Linked DNA regions of Zea mays: all the other regions are linked to region 2. Evidence: chromatin contacts called from public Hi-C data. All regions are on one chromosome and are shown on one strand. Each heading gives the region's core, a stretch centred on a gene start, on an enhancer-like site or on the middle of the called end of the contact. The rest is flanking DNA. Distances are from core to core; before and after follow the strand shown.

Evidence for each region. A called contact is a pair of places that touch in the nucleus more often than the background predicts.
Region 1: a contact with region 2 is called in a Hi-C map of ear, with 4 times the contacts expected there. The contact joins the promoter of LOC100382470 here to the enhancer-like site in region 2. A contact is called at or near these places in 8 of 25 Hi-C or Micro-C datasets (bundle sheath, ear, leaf and 2 more) and 1 of 3 datasets of contacts at active chromatin or transcription factors (leaf).
Region 3: a contact with region 2 is called in a Hi-C map of bundle sheath, with 2.6 times the contacts expected there. The contact joins two enhancer-like sites. A contact is called at or near these places in 3 of 25 Hi-C or Micro-C datasets (bundle sheath, ear and leaf).

Annotation. Positions count from the first base shown.
Region 1 is chr8:97,511,502-97,514,201 of Zm-B73-REFERENCE-NAM-5.0, forward strand. It overlaps LOC100382470, which reads right to left and starts at 1,322. Exons shown (of 4, transcript NM_001175210.1): 1 at 221-1,322. The coding sequence starts at 868.
Region 2 is chr8:97,686,243-97,688,942 of Zm-B73-REFERENCE-NAM-5.0, forward strand. No RefSeq gene overlaps it. Among protein-coding and RNA genes, the nearest start is that of LOC100192973, 39 kb to the right of the region's middle. Within about 2 kb of position 1,344, at least 20 of the 20 cell types and tissues checked have an H3K27ac peak or open chromatin away from gene starts, as enhancers often do. A contact at or near this core is called in bundle sheath, ear, leaf and 2 more, where this site is marked.
Region 3 is chr8:97,464,459-97,467,158 of Zm-B73-REFERENCE-NAM-5.0, forward strand. No RefSeq gene overlaps it. Among protein-coding and RNA genes, the nearest start is that of LOC778431, 17 kb to the left of the region's middle. Within about 2 kb of position 1,338, at least 18 of the 20 cell types and tissues checked have an H3K27ac peak or open chromatin away from gene starts, as enhancers often do. A contact at or near this core is called in bundle sheath, ear and leaf, where this site is marked.

The sequences.
Region 1 (2,700 bases), core at 72-2,571, 170 kb before region 2:
CGAAAGAGCTCGATTTGCAATCCATATCTACTCTCATCAAATCACAAGCACAAGAAATAAGCTGTGCCAGAACAGCAGATAAAGATTCGAACAGGATGTAGGCTCCATGACGTGACCATGAGGTATTCGTTAGATTCTTCTCGGCGAAGAAGAAATAATTGCGACAAGAAACAAAAGCAGAGAAAAGACGTATTTTTCAATGAAGGATCAAGAAGCTCACGTCCTCCATGAGGGAGATGAGCCTGGTCTTCCTCCACTGCTGCTCGGCGCCGGAGACAGCGACCGCCTCAGCGGTAGCGCGGTCAACGCCGCCCATGCCATGCTCCATGCCGAACATACCCTCGTCGGAGAGAGGGTCCAGGTGCGGGGGCCGTCCGCCGACGTTACAGATCTCTTCGAGCAGCTTCTGCGCGGGGCCCAGGAACCTGGACCGCCCGAGGACGGCCGCGTAGCCCGTGAACGGGCCGTACGGCCCCGTGGCTACCCCCGCGGCGAGCTGCCTCCGCGGCGCGGGCGGAGGGTTCGAGGGCGCCGAAGAGAGCGAGAGCGCGAAGTTCTGGCTCGGGATCTGGACCCCGGCGCCCGCAGGTAGCGCGTGTGCTACTAGCTGCGCGTGCGCCAGCGTGGGGCTATGCGGCGAGTAGTAGGACGATGTCGACGAGGAAGCGTAGGAGTAGAAGGGTGGGGGCGCCGGCCAGGCAGTGGGCGGGGGCGAGTCGGCCGCGTCGTCGGGCGGGAACCGCAGCTTCTCGCGGCGGCTGTGCTGCGGCACGTGGTAGAGCTGCCCCGCGCCCGCGGCCTGCCCCAGCAACAGGTGCTGATGCTCCGCGCCGCCGGCCCCGTATCCACCGCCCGCCGCCGAGGACATGTTGTCGCCCGCGCACGAGCGCCGCCGGGGCCCGTACGTACTGGCGGATCGTACACGACCTGGAGCGAGAACGCGGAGAGAGAGAGAGAGAGCCCACGAGCGAAGAGGGCGGCTCCCGCACTTTGCGAGCGCCTGGCCGGGGGCTGGAATTGGGACTGAAAGGGTAGCTGCAGCAGCCGGCAGTACAGGCTGCCCGTTGCTTTCTCCCGCGTCCCGGCCGCGCGCTTTTGTGCGCTCGGTTCTGGTGGTGGTGGTGCTTTTGCTGCTGGTGGAGGTGTTCGGCTCCCGGGCTCGCTCGGCTGTCGGCTCTACCTCTACCTGTACTGTACCTCGGGGCGCCTTTCTTTGTGCAAAGGTGCGTGGCAGTCTGGCAGATGGGGGGAGGGAGGCGAAAAACAGGCGCCCGCGACGGCGAGATGGCGAGGCAAGGACGCGAAATGGTGAGCAGTGAAAGCGAAAGACAGAAAGGAGTTGGTGACTGTCTGCTCGTGTGATTGTGGTGCGAGGAGAGGGCGCGAGGTAGGACGGGGGCGTGCGGTGGAGACCCTGGCCAGGGTCAGGTACTGTATATCCCAAGCACACAGCCCAGCCTCAGGCCCTACAGTGCCAGGTATGGCCTGATGATAGTTATTGGCTTGGCATTTGGCAAGGCCTTCACTCCTCCAAAGCCGTCTCTGTATTCATCATTTATATCCCTATGTTCGGTTGTGTAAGGATTAGAAAAAATTAAGGGGATTAAACCTCTTTCTATTAATCACCCTCAATCTACCCCAACCGAATAAGTCCTAAAAATTTATTTCTCTTTTATCTTCATCTTCAGCAGCATTCTTTATATCCCATCCTCTCTATATAAAAAATAACTATATTAGAGACATATGTTATTTTAAATTTTTATACATATATATTTGTTATACTCACAAATATTTTGTACATAATTTAGTTTTGATAAATATGTTGTTTAAAGTATTAAAATAGATAGAAGAAAGGATATAGAATCTCTATATAGAGAGAACAGATGAAAATCATCTATATTTAGAGTATCAATTAGAGAACGCTGATGTAGTGATAAAAAAGGAAATCTCCACTAAATATAGGGTACAAGATGTTGTACATATTTTTGTTGGAGAGAGTCTAAACCTTAACTTTTTAGTGCCTCTCATCTTCTTTCTTCCTCACGCTCCACACAAATCATGTGACGGTAGGCTTACTATGCATGTCTCATGGTCTATTTGTAAATATCCACATAGTATCATCACATCCATCCACCTATCCATATCATCTCATATCTAAACACACCACACTCTCACATCTCATCACTACACTCTCTAGTCAACAAAGACAACTCCCTCTCATCCTTATCTCAATACTCTCAGGTTTGATCCTTATCCAAACACGAGGAAGAGAAAAAGAACACAAAACTCTCTAGTCATGCTCAAGTGAGAAACATATAGGAATCTTCATTAACCTTGGTCAGACCTATGCTTATAGATCGATCAACTCTATAGAGAATGTACACCTATAGCCACAACATTACCATCATCGACGGTGGCCTCTGTCTAGGTTGATATTAGGCTATTATCTAACCAGAATGATACCACCTACAATTCATCACCAAGTCACCCTAGAGTACCACCGACATGCTGAGACTGCGAAATGAAGTATTCCTAGTGGTCATTACATGGTTTAAGAGGATTAGAGGATACACCCTTACATAGTTACATCCCTACACTATCACTTATATCTTATGTAGTGGTGGCATCACCCCTAGCTAGAAGATCACATATGCCCCCCTATTTTAAAGCGAGTGGTGTGTATGAAGGGTTCCTATGGAC
Region 2 (2,700 bases), core at 94-2,593:
TAGGTTATGTGTCAGTGTAAAGTTTTTTTTTTTTGTCTTCTAATATATTGGAATGACAAATCTTTTGGTTTTCCCTTAAAAAAAGAATGCGTTCTCTGTGGCCCGGGCACGTATAACGGTACAAGCGCCAGGATCTCTCGTCCTCCTCTTGCAGCCTTCCTATTTGCCTATATATGGCATAGCAGCGCTGATCTGATCTGTGGCGCCATTTTCTTTTTGTTCCTGAGCTAGCCGCCCGCTCGCGTTTGTCGGCATCTATATATGCGTGCTCGGTGCTCGACCTCCGCCTTTCCCAAGATGACACGATCCGTCGATCATCCCACTATCGTTCTAGCAGTCCCGTACGACATTTACCCTGGTCCCTCTGACCTGATCTCTGCCTGCGTGCGTGTGCGGTACTGGTACGTGTCTAGTAGCGTGTGACTTCTCGTACGTAGGTGCGTCCGCGTCGTCACCACGTCACACTGGCTACGGACCGAACTTGCATTGGATTCCCGTATGCGCGCGCGCGGTGGTATGCATGCTCGACCCAGCAGTCCAGCTCCGAACCTTGTCCGTCAAAAGTTGAAGCACTAGGCCATTCAATCCTTCACGATGCATTTGTGAGAAGAGGCCTGTTTGGTTTGCGACCGACGGAGAGGGCCAGGTCGGCGTCACTCTGAGGCCGCCGATGTGGAAGTCGACGGGAGCCGGGGACGGTTTGGTGCCGCCCGCTCATCTTCTCGTTCACTCAGATGGCCTGATGGGCACAGTGTAGCTAGAGTCACCTGACGTACCGATCACCGGGGATGGGAGATCAGGCGCATGCAACAGATGGATGCCCGGTAGCCGTCGCCGTCGAGATCGGAAAGGACAAGGACCCGGTGAGGCGGGACGAGAACGCCAAACGTCGTCGTCGGACCGATCTGTGCCCAAACAAAGGTTAGAACTTGGAGACGGGCCAGGAAGAAAGTCGCTTTTAACGGAGATCCGGGAAAACAATCTGAGCCCAGTCCAGTCCAGTCCAAGGGGATTTGAAGACCTCGGCCGTCTTGCCAAGACCGGTCGATGCTCAGTTAGCCCAGCTCTGTCTCCCTTCCTCTAATTTTCCTTTCGTCATTTTCATAAGCATCCCTCTCCTTCCTTAGACAAAAACAAAACTATAGATAATATTGTTTGACACGGGTTTCAAAATAAAATTTGAAATATAGAATATGATAATAAAGGATAGGATAGCCTTACCTGTTTAACGCCTGTCGAAGTTGCACAACTACGTACTACTCATCCTCCGCAGTGGTTAGTGCTCACAGGCTACCACCGCTACCAGCCTAGGCTGCCTAGCAAAGACCACGGCTGCGGGCTACGGGCACACAACACCTAATCCTCCTCATCCGGCGCTAGTGACCGAGCCACCCCAAAGCCCACACCGCCAATCGCCGACGATCTTTCGCCATCCCGTCCCGGACTCCCGGCCCGTCGCGCCACCAAGGGACGCGCTTCGGATCCCGTCCCCACCGACGTCGGCGACACGCCACGCCACGCCACGGACGCAGCGACGAGACGCGCGGCCAAATTTTTTCGGCGCGCCATACCATAGAGTGCCAGTTGCGTTGCTTGTGCTTAGCTTTAACACCCTCGCTGACGCCGACGGCGAGACGCGCGCACGCGTCAGCGGCCAACGACCACACCCAGCGGCGGCGCGTAGGCGTACGTAGGTGCAGTAGAGCACCGTCGTAGTAGGATAACGGCCTGGCGCATATAAACTAGCTTATCCTCGAACCACCCAGGAGGACATATTGCGTCCAGTGAGATTTGGCGCATAAACTAGCCATATCTAGCGATGCTTGTCAGCTCTTCCTCCTGATTTCTTTTTTTTTTCTCGTGAGGCTTGCGTCAATGCCTTCAGAAACGGTTTCTCCAATGGGGTCAGAACTCAGAACATTGGAGCCGGTTCCTTCAGAGGGGCAGTTGGGCCACTGTCAGTGGACCAGAACATTCGTCACGCTAGCCTGTCCCATGTCACTCCCGCACGGGAGGATAGAGACGGATCATGCCCCTGCCCCCTCCTACTGCCACTGGGCACGGCAAGGAAGGAGAGAACTGACAGAGATCAGCCCGGCAAAAAGCAGCTATGATAAGATAAGGACGGCCGCCCGTGCTTAATTATTGACGCGCGCATCTCGTATCTCCACAGGCCTTGCCGGCCACAGTGGGGGCCACTCCACTTGTCATGATAATATCTCCAGAAGCAGTGCGAGCGCGCGCGCGCGCGCGGAGAGTTTATCCGGCGGCGAATGGTGGACAAACCGGCCGGTCCGTGGTCCCAGCTGCCGTGCCGTCTTTGCAGAGAACTTTTGCGTGTTGGGCCGGACAGGACTGGAGCAAAGGTGCCGCCGTTGCATCGACGACGCTGCCGGAGGTACATATATATGGTGCTCGTTGTCGTGGTGAACCTTGCTGACGGCCGGCCAGGGCAGTAACGCAGGATCGGGGACTGCAGCTGGGCCTGTAGCTGCAAGTCAAGTGCCAAGTGCTGGATCCTGATTCCTGATAGAAAGTGAAGCGGCATCTTTGCCTCTTGCGCGTGCCTATCAGCCTATGCCTGTTGTCGACCGAAGGTTCGCTCCCTCTGACCATCATTCGGATTCAGATATGGAAAGCTTCTCTGTCTTTTTTTTTTTCTCGTGGTCGTGGACACGGAGAAGATTAGAGTGTGAAAGG
Region 3 (2,700 bases), core at 88-2,587, 220 kb before region 2:
TTTTAAGATTTAGAAATACACAAACAACTCTTTTTCATCATTCATATTAGTTAGAGTAATTATAACATTTGCTTTTCGCTTATTCATTCACTTGAACGCAACAAAACTCTATAACTTAAATAAATTATATGCTAGATCTATCTCATATTATATAAAATGGTAGAAAACAGTATTAGCATAACTCGGAAACGAAAAATACGAAAACGATCGAAAAACTAGCTAAATCGTTTTCGTACCGTTTCTAATCGGTTTCTGAACAATCCAAAAACGACCGGAAAAAACAGTATTCGAAACGGGACAGTATGGGAATTTCCTGTACCGTTTTCATCCCTATTTGGTGCGGTGGGGACTCGAAAGGGTGCGTGTCGCGTTTGCTGCTTCAGGGAAAAAAAATACTCCCTTCGTTTTTCTTTACTTGACGCTTTTTAGTTAAAAATGAACTATTCTGCGTCAACTATTTAAAAATGGAGGTAGTAATAATTATGAGGGGCGCTGACAACGACACGAAAGGGGCGGGCCTTACGGGGACGTCGAAAGCCAAAGTCTACTAATATCCGAAATTCGAATACCTAACGGTTTTATCCGATATAAATATAGTTATAAAATAACTTCTTTTATATGTAGATATGTTAATGACAATAATTTTTACCCGGTGTTTAGACGGGTACAGATACATGTGAATAATACTCGTACATGTGTATCCGTGGGTAAAATACGTATCATACAACTATTACCATACAATAGTATCCATCTTAGCTAAAAGAAAAATCTTTGTTTGACTATTATTTATTTAACTATCAAGTTATCAAGTTATGTAAACTCTAAAGCCTAAACCAGTGGATGACACCTAGGGGACTTATCCAACATTTTTGTAGAATTTTTATAGACTAGAAAGATAGAGCCGCGGGGCTTATCATTGACTTGTGTACTGAGTGGTGGCCACACTGGGAGGCGGCCGTCTTCCGGACGATGTCATTGGGTGATGCAAGGATTCTCCCAGTCACGGTCCATGCCCATCTCTATTCTTTTCCACGGGAGAAGAGAAATGTTCTTTCTACCATCCATTCCAAGCCAAGGTCCAGGTCACTGCGGCTGTCGTCTGACTAGGACGGTGTGAGCGTGGAAGTGGGAGGCCATGCCCATGACGGCCGGCCGCCGCCGCCGCGCCACGCCCGACAAGCTGTGATCGCCTCTCGTGCCCGTGCAGGTGCAGCGAAACGGCGAGGAGGTGCACCCCGTCCGGTGATGGTGAAAACGCACGCACGAAATTGAGCAGCCCATCATCCGAGCTGATGTCCACTGGATCTTGTGGTTCGAGTGTTGGGCCGCGTGGATGGATCCCGTGGACCGGATCACGTGTCAGGGCTCCAGCCAATTGTTTTCTATGGTTGACGGGCGTGGGCCACTGTTACTTCTCTGTTGGATTTGGATCAGAGGTGGGCCGGCGCCGGTGTTCTGGCCTGGGTTGGGCAAAGTTAAGTTGTTCCCGTGTTTATATTTTTTTACTAGTCATATGCCCATACGGTTTTTATATATTACATAAGATAAATTTTGTTTTTAATAAAACATAATATATATTTTTTATTGATTATGTGGGTGTGAATATAGAACCAACAACCAAGGTTCAAACACTCACTTATAAAAAATTTCACCTTGTTTTTTATATAAACTATCCTATTATAGTAGTAGAGAAGAGATTATAAGAGTGCGTGTTGATTCTAAAGAAATGTATGATTTTTGTTTTTTGAAAAATATTGACGTGGGACGACCGTTAGAAACTAGTGGTTTAATATAGTAGAGATTTGTACGATTCAGATAAACTTGTTGTTTTGATAGTACACTTCAATTAGCTATATATATATATACCAGGTGAGTGCCCGTGCGTTGCAACGGGATCATATAATACCAATAAAAATATATATAACACGGAATGATAGGTTAACTTTGCAGCGTTAATAAGTAGTAGAGATTTTATCAATGAAATTACACGGAGCCCAAAAGAGTAAAATTTGTTTAAATTATATGGAGAAGGGGGTCACATATGGACGATGTGCCCATAAAGGTGACGGGATGCCTCGCACCACGCGTATGGACACCGAGGAAAGCGATGACACGACACCGCGCAACGTGCTGACGAGGAACTTGAGCAGGGAGGAGGTCTGGACCTTGAAGACGACTGGGATGGATGTGTGCATGGAGCGGAGGCAGAGGTCAACATGGCACTTGGAGTTGGCTTGAAGTCTTCACCACTTCATCCTCCTCCACCTCCAGGAGAATCACTCCCTCCTCCTCCTGCAATAGAATCACCCACTCTGCCTCATATCTATAAATAATTTAAGGAAATGACTGGACTAAATCAAACGAAGAGAAACAAAAGATAAGAGAGATTTTCGCTCACCAGACAAGGATACCAACAACACTCATGCAGTGTTTCCCCCTAGGTAACAGGTCAATTGTACGATACTGGATAGTTACAACAGCCTGAAAATCATTGATAAGTCATATGTATATACAACGGATCTTGGTAACAAATCACATGCTCCCATGAATTCAACTTGTGTTGCTTAACTTAAAAGGGTTGTAGGTGCTCACTTCTGGCTCTGCTAGACCCATAAACCAGAAACTATTTCTTAGGATCTTTGATCTTCAGATGACATGAAACAAAACAAAAAGTTACTGGGTGGACATAAACAACATTTT